2 separate regions of the Mus musculus genome follow, and region 1 is linked to region 2. The links are chromatin contacts, called in public Hi-C maps. All regions are on one chromosome and are shown on one strand. The core of a region is the stretch at or near the end of the contact, and the rest is flanking DNA. Distances in the headings are between cores, read along the strand shown. Region 1 overlaps Adgrf5 (adhesion G protein-coupled receptor F5). Region 2 overlaps Adgrf1 (adhesion G protein-coupled receptor F1).

Region 1 (7,062 bases), core at 1,947-4,446, 130 kb before region 2:
AGGTATACTTATCCCGGTCTCAATCATCAGGAACAGGATCATCTTGGGATTCATCTTGATCTTTCACGGTCCTTGTCAGTCATTCTGGGACCCACAGCTGTTGTCAATGATCCTGGGGAAACAAACAGACCCTCTCGCCCATGTCAACACCGTCAACACCTGTGGGCAATGATTTCCACGCCCTTATGGCAATCTGATTCACCTGCTCAAACACCTGCACTGGATATCTTGTCTGTTGCTGTGCAAAGCGACCTTGACCAAGCAGCATATCCCTATCCCATGCTGGATTTCCTGCAGCAGAGTTAGCCACTGCCTGTTCATTTGCAAATTCAATAAGGAAGGCTTTCCAATCTAAATACTGCCCAGGTGAAAGGCATGCCTTCCTCCTCCTCCGCCTCGGCTCTTTTATTTTGTCCTTTCTGTCCACCTGATAACACTGTGTCTCCTTTCTTTTTCCTTTTTCTTTTTAAGCCCTTCTCCTCTTCCGACATACTTTCTTGTTGCTCTGTAAGGATTTTCTGACCTGTCTTGACTGCCTCTACACACAGTTTCAAACAGTAACAGAGTCCATATATCAGAACAAACAAGACCAAAACTATCAGACCTACCCACAAAGGGTCAATAGGAGAAAAAAGCATAACTCATGAACCTTAACTTGTCCCAAAACCGGGAACCTTAACTTGTCCCAAAGCCGGGAACCTTATTGTCTCAATCCTTTCTTTCCTTCCTTTCCTTTCCCTTTTTTTTTCTCTTTCCCCTTTCCTTTTCATCACTATTTCCTTTTCTTTATCACTGATTCCTTTTATTTTTCCTCCCTTTTCTTTTCCTTTTTATCCCCCTTTAACCCGGGGATCAATTTGGGAGACTTACCAGTACCACTGTTCCTCAGCTGAAGAGTTCTGAATTCATGCTGTTGAATCCTTCTCAGCAGCCTGTTTTACAGGAACCTTTATTACCACCGTTCCCCAGCTGAAGAGTTCTGAATCCACGCTGGATCCTTCTCAGCAGTCTGTTTTACGGGAACCTTTATTAACCGCTCCTTCCCCGTGATGCAGTTCTGAATCCTCCCTGTAGCAGGGGGTCTTCGCTCGTGCCTGAAGATGTTTCTTTTCCCAGGTTTTCGGCACCACTTCTTGCGCGCGCTCGACTGGCCAGGAAGAACGACGCTGCAACAGGATCCTTCTGCACACGTTTATTGGGAGAGCTTGATTGTAGAGGCGAAAAGACCTCGAGCCCAGAACTGGTGCTGCTTTTATAGGCCTAGGACAGGCGTTCTCTCTCATCTGATTGGTTAACTTGTCTCTCATCTGATTGGTTAACTTGTCTCTCATCTGATTGGTTAACTTGTCTCTCATCTGATTGGTTAACTTTTGTCAATTCTCAAAACCTCACCTTGGCAAAAGAACCTTTACTGGCTATGTATGTGTGGTGGCCAGCTGTAGCCAACTGCCACTCTGCAACTGCCACTCTGTAACTGCCACTCTGTAACTGCCACTCTGTAACTGCCACTCTGTAACGGCTTCCCACATATGTGCAAATGGGTACAGTTAATCATAAGGCCAGAAGAGGGCAGTGTGTACCCTGGAGCTGGGGTTACAGAGGTTGTGAGCCACTTGACATGGGTACTGGGAACTGAACTTGAGTCCTCTGGAAGAGCAGTAATAAACTCTTAACTGGTGAACCGTCTTCTAGTCTACAGAATGACATTTGAGTTAAGTTTATTCTGCAGTGAGACCATATTCAACCCCATTACCCTCTCTTCTCCCTCCTCCCCACTTCAGCTCTCTGCTTCTCCCTTCCTCTTCCCAAATAGTCTCTACTCTACTTGTGTGTGTGTGTGGTGTGTGTGTGTGTTTGTTGTGGTGTGTGTATGTTGTACTGTGTGTGTGTTGTGTGTGTGTTGTGTATGTTGTGGTGTGTGGGTATATGGTCATGTGTGTGTAGTGTGTGTTGTGTGTGTATGTAGTGTGATATGTGTGTGTGTGTGTGTGTGTGTGTGTGTGTTAAATCTAGGAGATGTTTGTCTTCCTGGATCAGACTTACATTTCATAGCACAACCATCTCCAGTTACATCCATTTTCCTCCAAATGACATTATTATACTTTTCTTTGTGGCTGAATAAAACTCTTCGGTGGGTGAGGTAGAACATGGAATAGGAGAATTCAATTTTTCTTTTGCAGCTTCGCTCATGGAGAAAGTGTTCTTATGAAACATGGAAGGCCCCTGCCCATTCTTCTTCCTTAAGCACCTTCCAGAAGCCTGTTTAAAAATGTGGGGTGATGGTGATGGCAGGTGTGCAGGTGGGGACAGGGTGGAGTGGGTCACTGTTTCTGGGCCTGCCTCTAGATTTGATTGGTCGCATGAATAAGCTTTTGTTAGTGGAAAAAAAAAAAAGATATATGTATGTATGAGTGTGTATACACACACATGTTATATATGTTACATATATGCTACATATATGATATATTACACACACAAACACACATATACACACATATGTATGTATATATACATATACATACCCTCCTGACTGCAAATGCCCTATGTATGGTTCAACCGTGTGTGTCCACACCTCTGTGTGTTTCCTAACTAGTCCCTGCAAAGATCATAATGTCACAGTGGAAGGACATGGTCTAGGGTAAAAGTCTGAACTCATGTCTGGGATTTGAAAACCCACCAATCCCTGAGCTTGAAAACTTACCAATCCCTCGGCTCACCCCAAGCTCAGGACTTGAAATCCCATCAATCCCCACTCTGGATATCTCCGCCCTGGAAAACGCCAACCCCAAGAAACTCTATATAAAGCCTGCCTCCTGTTCAGCTCTTTGCTGCTTCTCGACTGAGCAGACGCAGCCACTTTCTTGTGTCTTTCCCAGCAAATCTGTGTGCGCTCTGATGTGCAGTGTGACCCTTCGGTATTCTTTGGCTCCCAACTGCCAGGATACTTCTCCACTCCCCTCAGAGCTGTAACAGGCACATTGGGAAAACCTTTCCCTTCAGAGCTGTAATATTTACAAGCGGGAGGGGGAGTGATTCCTTCCTCCCACCACATCCGTTATGCTTCATTCTGTTTAGCTGACCTGAGTTACATCACTGTGTATTGTCCACCAGAGACCCTCAGCCTCGGACTCCACAATGCGCCAGTTAGAACCACAAAAGAGGCACGTCCTCTAATGTCCACCAGGTGGCGAGCAAGCTTCAGGAGAACCAAACAGGGCGGGCCAGGGTCCACAGGATTGAGGCCAGCTGTCACTTATTAGCCCAGCTGGAGATGTGGGAGAGGAAGCTGCTTCAGACAGCTGTGAAATCATGGGGGAAAATCACACGGTTCCAGGAAAAAAAAAAAAAAAAAAAAAACAGCAAATGGATGTAATAATTTTCCTCAGTTAATCAAGGGTGGTGGGGGAGGGAGGTGCTGAATGGCAGGATGGGACACTGATCAAAATCGCTCCCAAGGAGGCTAAGCAAGAAGACATTCTTGAATTCTATTGTCCAGTGCTGCTGGAACTGGGGCGTGATAGCAGTCTTCCCAGACCTTGCCCAATCGGTTCCTTTTGCCTTTTATTCCCCCCGCCCCCGCCCCCCAACCCCTGCTACATTCCTTGGGGCAGTCCATTTTATTCTGTAATAGTTGCAATCATATTTCACTGAGCTCTGAATTAAAGAATAAAAGCCCTGCGATGGGAACTGGCTCGCTCCTGGAGCTCCTGCTCAGGTCCCATTTGTGAAAAGGCTCCTGACATGCTTCCGTTTCCGTTTCTCACCCAGCAGCCTGTCTGGAAGGGGCTGGACACGTGACTTCTGTTTTAGCTTTGTCACGGGTGCCAGAAATCGGATTTTGGAGGTGAGGAAAGAACCCCACAGCTGAGGTCCTTCATGGCTCTCCAGTCCCTGAATTAGCCTTCGGAAATAAATACAGGTGTCTTACTCAGAGTGGGCTTCAGTCTTTGTGCCTACCTACCCTCTTCTTGTAGCCGTTCCCACTCCAGAAGCACAGGTGCAGGAGCCTTGCCAACCTCAGCTTAGGCGAATGTGCTAGAAAGCATTTGTGTATATAGGACACGGGACTCTCGGTTCAGCCAACCAAACCACACATGTTGGAACAGACATGAGTTGATTTGTTTCCTAGATGTTTAGGTCCCTTTGAACTTTGCTTCAAGGACCCCGTTTAAAGCACCTGTGTGGCGCTGGATCATCACAACATTCCTGGGAGTCTGGACCGTGCGACAAAAGCTGAGGGACCCGCCAGAGCTCAGCCATGAGCCTCTGGCATCCTCTGGAAGTCTGAAGGCCTTTCTGGCTGATTCGTGCAATCATGAGACAGCAGCACCTGACCAACAAATGGACACCATATGCAAAGCGAGCCGGGCAAATCATTAGGTATTTTATTATGAGGAAAGACAGCATCACTAATACACTGATATTTTAGTAGGACATGACTTTAAACTCTGAGTCGTAATTCTAGAGACCTACGGCATCTGGTTGCAATAGAAATGCTATTTCTATTGTCTTTAACAATAAGTAAGAAAGAGATGTCTGTTCTAAGCTCCTTCTTTGAGGATTCTCAAGGAACCAGACTTCTATTGACCTGGGTCCCTGGATTCCTCTTTGGGGTGCAAAAGCCCATACACAACATTTCTACATGGTGCAGATAAAACACTTTCTCCCTGAATAACCAGCCCACATAATTTTTTTTTCTGTCTTTGTAACTGGCTGTGACTTACTGCTCCACTCACCTGCGAATAACTCCCACATGCCTCCCTCCACACTGGCTGCTGCTGTACTCTCTCTCATCTTTGTGTGTATTTTCTCCCAACACAGACCTCTCTGAGGTGCCCTGCACAAATCACAAAGGCCCTGACTTCCCTTGGCGTTTCTTCCTTTCCTCCGTAGGTGATGCTTACGGTATTCCCTGAGAACACTGCTGTGAATTAATGGTGTATTTCTGGATTCTCCAACTTCACAACCCCTGAAACATTCGCATGGATCATTTTGCAAGAAACTGCCTGAATGAAAAGTCCCTTAAGGAAAGTTGGTGGCCGGTGGAGGAAATCTACTTTACATAATAAAGACATGTGGGAATGTGGGCAGTAGGTGGCGCTCTCTTAGCAAAGTGAACATGACTCACTTGGCACCCAGGTCAGAGAACATGCCTTCTCTGTCGCAGTCCCCCCTTGCTGCCGCAGAACTGGGCACCGGCTCTAGCTTTCACGCAATGCACAGACCCTACGTGTTTCTGTCTTTTACAACTTTGGATGCGATGTTTATTTCATGGTTTCATTTAGAAATGTTAATATGGGGTTGCATATACAGTGGTGGGCAGGAAACCACGAAGTGCTCCTTCTGTATCTCGTTACATAGATTTTTCTGGAGTTTATTTTCAAACCCTTAAGTATGTGTAAATGTATCTGGATATGTACATGCATGCAGCCTCAAAGTCAAGAGGAGAGCAACAGATTGCTGTCAGCTGGTGGTAACAGGCGGTAGTGAGCTGCCCAGCGTGGGTGCTGGAATCCGAGCTAGAGACTCCTCTGGAAGAGCAGTATATATCCTTAACCACTGAGCAACATCTCCAGCCTCCTTTTCTGGGATTAAGGGCTGTGCCTTGAAAGATCAAGGTACGTCTGTGTATGTGCGTGTTGGAGTGGATATGTCTGCCCCCTCTCCTGAATCCTGCATTTACAAACTAGCAAACTTCCCATGGGGATTTTAAACCAAAAGCCTTTCAGCTGGGACAGAGATGTGGTGGTTCTCATGATGACGTCTGTATGTATGTGCCTGTGTATTTGGGTGTTAATGTGTGTTCATATGTGCCTGGGGGTGTGTATGTGTGTGTGTGCGTGAATATATACATATACATATGTGTGTGTGCGCGCGTGCACATGTGCGCACACATGTTCCTGTGTGTCTTGATCAATCTGTAGGTCTGTGTATGAATTCATGTGTGCATTAGAATTTGTAGGCATGCTAATTGGTGAAAGGGAGACGTGTCTCTCTGAATGCAAGCAGGCAGAGGGCCAGATCTGCATGCTATGGAATTCAGCTCAGAGTTCCTACTATTATGCTACTGTGGAGGATCTCCTTACAAGGTCAAGCCCCATGGCTCCCAAGAGGCACCAATGAAGTGGGCCAAAGCTCAGTGTACTTTGGATCTTTGCATTCTTGAGCACAACGGCCCCAGCCTCTCCTGGTGCTGAGCTTCCAAGACGTCCATGTTGCCTTGTTATACCATGCAAATCCCTCTGGCTTGATGCTCCTTAGTGCAACTCAAGGGGCTGAACATTCCTGGCCATTCTTTCTCTGGCACCTGATTCTGATCCAAAGGATGTCCCATCCTAGACGCCTCTTGTCTTCCCTCTACTGAACTCTGCTCTGCTTTGGAGACTCCCTGGAGATCTTATCCACATTTCCTGTGGATTCCTTTCCTGTAAGAACTTTAAATAATGAGCCATTAAATTGGGATAGGCGTGTGGTGTTTCTCACGCAAGTGTGGGAAGATGGCACTTAAGCAGAAACGGAACCCAAGGGACGGGACTTTGTATGCCCCACTCTGCCCTTCCGCTATGAAGAACGGAGAAGCAGAAATAGACTTCAAGCTTAGAACTAAGAGACTGAAAGTACCTAAAACTATGGATGTCAGACCTCAGACTCTTCTATCTTGTCTTTCCCAACGAAGGACCCACACAGTCTCTCACTCTATAAAAACTCAATGCTGCACGTCGGTCCTAAAGGGTCTGCAGCTTGTGGTTGTTTGGATGTGAATTGTCTCCCATAGGTCCACGTACCAGAACCCTCTGCCCCCAGTTGATGGTGCTGTTTGGGAAGATTATAGAACTTTTAGGAGGTGGAACCTGCCTAGAGGAAAGATGTCACTGTGTGAGGGCTTTGAGTTCTCATAGCCTGATCCCACTTCCAGACTGCTGAGGTGGTGGGTGTGATGGGCTGGCTTCATGCTCCTACAGCCGTGCTCTCCCTGCCGTAATGGGCTATATTCCGAAGGGTAAACCAAAACAAACCTTTTTCTCCCGTAAGTTGCTTTCATCCATGTGTCTTACTACAGCA
Region 2 (7,170 bases), core at 3,123-5,622:
GGGTATATGTTCTATGGAGGTGTGGTAAGGTGTGTGTGTGGGGGGGAAAGGGTGACTCAGGGGGCCCATGCCGAGGCATCCCTTCTCCCTGAGGGACCAGCCACATGATGGTACAGTATAGAATAGAGTTTATTCAGGTCATGGAGGCAGAGAAAGACAGAGAGAGTAGAGAAGTAGAAGAGTAGAGGATTAGCGGTGGGCCATGAGCAGGTGTGTGGGGGGGAATGGGGAGAGACGTGGGGGGGGGGGAAGCAGAGAAAGGGCAATAGAGCAAGAGAGGAGCAAGAGAGGAGCAAGAAAGCGAGGAGGGGGCAAGCAGCCCCTTTTATAGATGGTCAGGCCTACCTGGTTGCCAGGTAATTGTGAGGCAGAGCGATCTACCCACTTCGGCCTCCTCGGTGCTTACATTAAAGGTGTGCACTGCCATGCCCTGCTCCATGTTAGGATTTTGAGGCCAGGTCTCTTACAGAACCTGAAGCTCACTGTGTAAGACAGTCTGGACCATGGAGCTTCAGGGACCCTCTTGTCTCTACCTTCCCAGCGCTGGCATTGCAAGCACACACTCCTGTGGCCAGAATTGTTTACATGGATTCAGGAGAATCAAGCTCAGGTTCCTGGGCTTTCAGGGTAAGCAATTGAGTAAATGGGCTATCTCCCCCTCCTGAACAAAGCATTTCTAAGAAGTCCTTGATAACATGGATTCTGCTGGTCCGTTTGGGGCAAGATTTTGAGAATCATTCTCTAGTCTAAGAGAAAGCAGGTCTTGAACAAGTCTTTCTCTCTCTCTCTCTCTCTCTCTCTCTCTCTCTCTCTCTCTCTCTCTCTCTCTCAGACTCTAACATCTCAACAATGGTCAAAACAAAGTCTGACCGTGCCTCTTTATCATTCCTTTCAAATTCAGAAGCAAGGGTGGGTGCCTGGGTAACATTCTCTCACTCTGGTGAAAGAGATGGTAGATGGGGCTAGTCCCTGGCCAAGCTGACTCCAGGAAAACTGAGTCACATTATCGCCAGCACCAGGTGAGGCTCTCAGACAGCACAGTTATCCTTGGCAGAGCCTGGCAGTGTGTTTGTTATGGAATTCAAAAGCTGCCTTCCCCAGGCCCTGGTGAGGGATGTGGCTGAGATCTAAGGACCACGAAGCCTTATCCGCAAGCCCTCTGTGAGCCTTGGCAGCACATCACAGCAAGGGGATCCTCTGCTCTGGGTCAGAGCATCAGTTCGAATTCCAATAGGGTGTCACCGCCCACTCAGTTGGCATAAGGTAGCTAGCTGTTGGCAATGTTTGCATCAATGATTCCTATCCAGCAAGATAAGGTCTTGCCAAACCCACTCGGGCTGGTATTTTTTGGTGATAAGTTTCTCTTCTCCCAGGGTGTTAACTGTGAAGAGACACAAAACCATAGAAAGCCGGGGCTTGAAGGGACCTTTGAGGTTATCTATTGAACGCAGGTTTGCAGCTTCACAGATGAACTGTGGAAACAACAAGGCAAGCTGGGTGTGGCCCTCCCAGGGTTTCCCTGACCCAGAGAGAATGCACCCCTTCATCTCACAGGAGCCAGTCTGTGGAATGGAATCCCTGCTCATTTAACTAGGTTCAAATCAGGTAAAATGTGGACCTATCATAGAGTTAGCAGTATGAGTTATGAGAACCTTCCTATATTTTTTTTTCCTGATCTAGCTTTCCATCCAGCTTGTCCCAGTTTTCAGAAGACTCTGGAATAAGCTAAGTTGTAGTCGGTAGAGTGCTTGCCTAGTGTGATAAGGTCCTGAGTTCAGGTCTCAGTACCCCTGTAAGCCAGCATGCTTCTTGTTGGCATCAGAAGCTGTTTATAGTCAATCTTCAAATCCAGTGATGACGTCATCCCTAGGTGACAAGGACCCGCTTGCTCTGTTGCCATGGCAACCACCACCCAGTGCACCTCACTTATGCTCCTTACCTTTGCACCTTGGTGCACATGATTACAGCAGGGGCCAAATAAAAGGCAGAGACCCCAACCCCTTCGCCTCTTCTTTTCCCCCTTCTCTTCCTTTATCTGCCCAATACATCTCTTCTGGTGGGACTGTGCTGACCTGGTGTGATCTGTCCGGGTAGGAGCTGCTGTCTAACACAACACTTTGTGGTCCTGGTGATCCAAGCATTTAGGAGGTAGAGGCAAGAGGATCAGGAGTTACCTTTAGCCAGGCAGTGGTGGCGCTCGCCTTTAATCCCAGCACTTGGGAGGCAGAGGCAGGCGAATTTCTGAGTTCGAGGCCAGCCTGGTCTACAGAGTGAGTTCCAGGCCAGCCAGGGTTACTCAGAGAAACTCTGTCTCAGAAAACCAAACAGCAAACCAAACCAAACTGAAACGAAAGAAAAAGTTACCTTCAGTTACATGGAGAGTCAAGCCAACCTGGGATAAGTGAGACTGTCTTAAAGTGTGTGCTTTGGTAGAAATGTGTGCCTTGGGGAGGAGTTACAGCTTGATGGTCATGTAGTAGTAGCATGATATGGGAGAGACCACTGGTTCAATCAAAAGAGTGCATGCGCATGTGAACAAGCGCATGCGCACACACTCACAGAGAATCTGAGCAGGGGTAGGGAGAACTGCCCCATGGTTTGGTGGTAGAAATAATATACTTTTCCTGTTTGAGCTAAGGTCTCCCTGCGTAGTTTAGATTTGCCTCAAATTCATGAACCTCTGACTTCAGCCTCCAGAGAGCTGAGGGGTGACTGAAATGGGTCTCTGTACCCATTTTAGAGATGAAATCTTTTAAAAGACAACCTCAGAAGTTCAATTTTAACACCCCCCCCCAAAAAAAAACCCCAAAAAACCAAAAAACCAAAACCTAGAGCTGTATGGATATAATGGCACGGTCTTCGCTGCTTCCCTGAGGCAAAGCCAAGTAGAAAGAGGAAAAGAGAGACCCTGCTAGGCCTTAAATGGAGCACAGAAATAGATGTTGGCTGATGGAAAAAGCTGAGGTGAGATTCCGTTGAAATCGTCTTCATTCGCCAATATACTTATATACAAGAAAACTCCCAACTTCGAGTGAGCTCCAGGGAAGGTGTAGGCAAAGCTCCCCAGGAATGAAGGTAAAGACCTAATTTTATAACATTTTTATGGAGTTCCGTATGTGTGTTCTAGTAGAGTCTATATATGGTCTAGCTATGCGTACAGGGCTGGAAGGCCTTGGGAGAGTGTAACTCAGTCTGGGACTGCAGAGATAAGGAGGAAGATCTGTTTACTGTTTCCTGGTCCCAGGGCCCAGCCTGAGCCCCAGGATAGAGGGCAGAGGCACTGTGCTGAGTAGTTTCCTGTTGACTTGACACAAACTGAGGTCACCTTGGAAGAGGGAACTGAGAAAATGCACTCCCCCCCCCCCCCCCAACCCCGGGAGATTGACCAAGTATCTGGGGCATTTTCTTAATAAATAATTGCTGCAGGGAGGGGCCATTCCACTAGGGCTAGAGCTACCCCTGGTAGAGGTAGTGCCGGAATACACGCGCGCGCACACACACACACACACACACACACACACACACACACACACACACAAGCTAACAAGTCATGAGAGCAGTAAGCGTATTCCCTCCAGGTCCCTGCCAGGCTTGACTCGGGGCCTTGGTTTTCCTTAGTATCCGACTGTGGTGGGGATGAGTAAGACAATAAGCCCCTTCCTCCCCAAGTTGCTTTTGGTCATTGTCTTTATCACAATGCTAGAAAACAAAGTGAGCCATGCATTCATTGCAAGGCAGCTCCGATGATCTCTCCTGGACAGCATTTGAGCTCTAAGTCTCTGCTGAGGATGCAAGTCACCTGTTTATGGGTGTTAGGCCTTAAGAACAAAACCAAAACCGCAAAATGAGCAACGCAGCCACTTCAGGCGTAGGGGTAAAGCGCAAACCTTACGCAATTCTCCAAAGTACTTTGTTCCTAGCAGTTAAATCTGAAAAGCACACGGGAGTACCAGTCAATCTAGCCCTAAGGTCCTTGACTCAACCCTGTATCCACTCATGATGTCCCAAAAGTGTACCCAGTTCACACAGGCTGGTTTCTAGCAGGTGAAATCGCTTACAGAACCAAGCAGATTCCCGCCTTGCTGAGAAGCAGCCCTCACAGTTTATCAGCGCCCCGGGGCACAAATCCAGGAAACAGAGGCATTGTTTGCCCCTCAGCTGAGCTATTATGCTCTGGTCTTCCTAATCTTTCCTACTGAACAGAGAAAGGCTTCAGCAACATTCCTAATCAGAGAAGCAGCATCAACACTGTCGCCCCCCACCACCACCCGGGCACCACCATCCCCCGCCCCGCCCTCACTACCCCAGCGCGCCTCTTGCCCTGCTCCCCACCCCCTCCCCGGCCGCCCCGCTTCCCACCGGCGTCATATCCTTTGTGCTAGGGACACAATTAAGCTTTCAAGGTGTCTGCGTGAGTTTCTTGGTCAGAGCCTGCCCCCTCAAGTTAAGTGACCGTAAGTACAGTTCAGCTCAACAGCCTTCTTGCCAAAGCTTCGTGTTTCCGAGAAGGAGGAAAGAGGTCTGGGAGTTTTTAACTGACGCCTGCTTTGAGCTGAGAAACTTCCTAGAGAGTGGAGCAAGTGGCCATCTCGTTTGCTCTGGAAATAGAGCAATAAAGGCGACTCTTCTTCGGAGTTCTTTACAGAGTTATACAAAGGCAAACCTTTTTTTTTAAATTAAAAGTTTATTTTAATTAAAAATATTAGTGTTTCACTTAGCATATACAAAAATAGTTCCCCCCTACACTATCCTCTCCCCCAGCCCCCACTTGTTCTCTTTCTCCCCCAGATATCTCTTCTGCCTTTATGCCACAGACATGTGTGAGTGTGCATTATTAGCTTTCAGGGAGGGAGAGAGGAGGGGACACACACACACACACACACACACACACACACACACACACACTCTACAGGTTGGGGTTTGGAAGGGTCATTCATTTCAGACAATAGACCATAGCAGGAGTTCAAAGGCAACGTTTTGGGTCCACAAGACAAAGGATGTCTCTCCTTTCAAACGTTTCTAGTGTGGGCTGGAGGGGGCTATACTGAGAGGAAGCAGGCTTAGTTAATATGTGACCCATACAGCGTAGGCGAGTGTTGAGTCACTAAGGCACTATGGGAGAGTGGGGCCACAGTCCAGCTGCTTCAGATCCCATGCTCAGTGGAGGTCTAGGCCCTGTGAGAAACCCTCTCCGCTTGGGTCTGAAGTGTCTGGGTACTCAGTCTATCACGTGCATGTATAGTGGAGCTGAAGAAATTTGTCTCTGACCTTTACATATTTTTAAAAATACCACAGTATTTGCACTAATTCTTTAAGAGTTCCATATTACATATGTTGATCATAATCACTCCTGACTCCTCCCCACAACTCCTATCAGACCCACTGCCTCCTCCCTACCCCACTACTTAATCTCTCATTCTCTCTCTCTCTCTCTCTCTCTCTCTCTCTCTCTCTCTCTCTCTCTCTCTCTCTCTCTCTCTCTCTCCCTGATACTATCTTACAACAGATAGTGTCCTGATCCTCTGGCTCTTACACTCTTTCCTCTCCTCTTCTGCAATGTTCTCTAAGCCTTGGGTGTAGGGGTCGTGTTGTAAATACATTGATTGGTCATTGGCCTAAGAGCCTGTTGCCCTCAGCATTTGACCAGTTGTGGGTTTCTATGATGGTCCCCGTCTGCTGCAATTAGAAGCTTCTTTAGCCTTGGGTGAGAGCTACTCCTACCTGACGATTAAAGGACACACGTTTAGAATAAAGTCAAAATGGTTTGGAAAAGTGGCTTTTCTGAAGCACCCTGCTGATCTTTGACTGCCCATACCTAGGAGCAGAATACAGAAACCTTATTGGGCATCATGTGCCTGGGGGGGGGGAGGGGGAGTTTGGTGAGTCTTGCTTCTCTGCTGGAGTGATCTAGATAATGATCCCAGCACCTGCTCAAAGTCAATGCCTTTGGGTTTTTCTCATGATAGAATTAGATATTTAGAGATGTTACTTTGGACTCTTCCGTAGAAAACATGAGACTTGCCTCTCTGTTGGTGTTCACTTGGTCCCTTCTTTTCAGGATGATGATACTTCCCTTAGTTACTTGCAACATCTCTTGGTCCCAGTAGCCCATCTTTCGTCATCTATTTCCATAATCTACTTCCAAGATGGCGGTAGGGCGCAGTTGTCTGGCCACTTGGCTTAGAAAGGGATCTGGGACTCTCATTGCTCTTTCTTTAAAAAATGTATTGGGTGCTCATGAGCTCTTGTGTGCACTCCGGCATGTGTGTGTGTGTGTGTGTGTGTGTGTGTGTGTGTGTGTGTGTGTGTACATGTGCCATGGACAGCATGTGGAGTCCAGAGAACAAATATCCTGTGTCAGTTCCATTTTTCCATCATGTGGGTCCTGGGTATAGAACTCAGGTCCTCAGGCTTGGTAGTTGGTGTTTTTAACCACTGGGCCATTGGGGGTAGGCAGCCCATGCTTGTTTCTTAATTGAGATTGAACCAACTGCATTATTCTGTCCTTTATCTACTTCACCTTTTTGCCTTAAAAAGAAAATCCCATTGACAATAAAATCAACATATTAATTGCCTATAATATGCAACATGTTTTGATTAGTGCATACATAGCCAAGCCACCATTATCATCAAGACACTGTATGTATATGTCACCTCCCAGGGGAATTTGCATACTCCTTCCTTATGCTGTGGAATTCACCACTCAAACTCCACCCTAAAATGACTGACCTACTTTACTGTGGACCGTCTTGCCTGACTAGGATTCAGGACAAATAGAATTATGCAGTGCTCTCTAGGGTGGGGTTTTAATTGTTTGGACAGATATTTTAGTAAGTGTATAGCACTATTTTATTGGTGTTTTAATTTTCCCTACCTAATGACTGGAGATACTGGGGTGGGGGGGTGCTCATTGACAAAGACTTGTATGAACAATGTATGATATTTCTTAGCTCACTTTGTAATTAATAACATTTCTATTTAATTTGGAATAAAGGAGGCAGAGTTGAATCACTGAAGTCACCTACTGGGTTTGTCAAAAAGATTAATTTCGTGTATGAATGTTTTGTCGGCATGTACGTCTATGTACCGCATACGCATGTTGTGCTCATAGAAGTCAGAAGAGGGCAGTAGATCCCTTGGAACAGGTGGTTGTGATCCCCCACGTGGGTG

Evidence for each region. A called contact is a pair of places that touch in the nucleus more often than the background predicts.
Region 1: a contact with region 2 is called in a Hi-C map of stem cell-derived neural stem cells, with 2.8 times the contacts expected there. The contact joins two enhancer-like sites. A contact is called at or near these places in 25 of 39 promoter capture datasets (the 3T3-L1 cell line, 3T3-L1-derived adipocytes, cranial neural crest and 14 more), 5 of 15 datasets of contacts at CTCF or cohesin (embryonic stem cells, large pre-B cells, liver and 1 more), 199 of 484 Hi-C or Micro-C datasets (the 3T3-L1 cell line, 3T3-L1-derived adipocytes, the 63-12 cell line and 97 more), 33 of 115 datasets of contacts at active chromatin or transcription factors (astrocytes, bone marrow-derived dendritic cells, bone marrow-derived macrophages and 23 more) and 2 of 9 other capture datasets (embryonic stem cells and embryonic tail).

The regions. Positions count from the first base shown.
Region 1 is chr17:43,456,860-43,463,921 of GRCm38.p6, reverse strand. It overlaps Adgrf5 (adhesion G protein-coupled receptor F5), which reads right to left. Exons shown (of 21, transcript NM_001081178.1): 21 at 4,365-7,062. Among named protein-coding and RNA genes, the nearest start is that of Gm25135, 6.1 kb to the right of the region's middle. Within about 2 kb of position 3,196, at least 18 of the 459 cell types and tissues checked have an H3K27ac peak or open chromatin away from gene starts, as enhancers often do. A contact at or near this core is called in neural progenitor cells, neural stem cells and stem cell-derived neural stem cells, where this site is marked.
Region 2 is chr17:43,324,128-43,331,297 of GRCm38.p6, reverse strand. It overlaps Adgrf1 (adhesion G protein-coupled receptor F1), which reads right to left. Exons shown (of 16, transcript NM_133776.2): 16 at 6,892-7,170. Among named protein-coding and RNA genes, the nearest start is that of Adgrf1, 57 kb to the right of the region's middle. Within about 2 kb of position 4,372, at least 192 of the 459 cell types and tissues checked have an H3K27ac peak or open chromatin away from gene starts, as enhancers often do. A contact at or near this core is called in neural progenitor cells, neural stem cells and stem cell-derived neural stem cells, where this site is marked.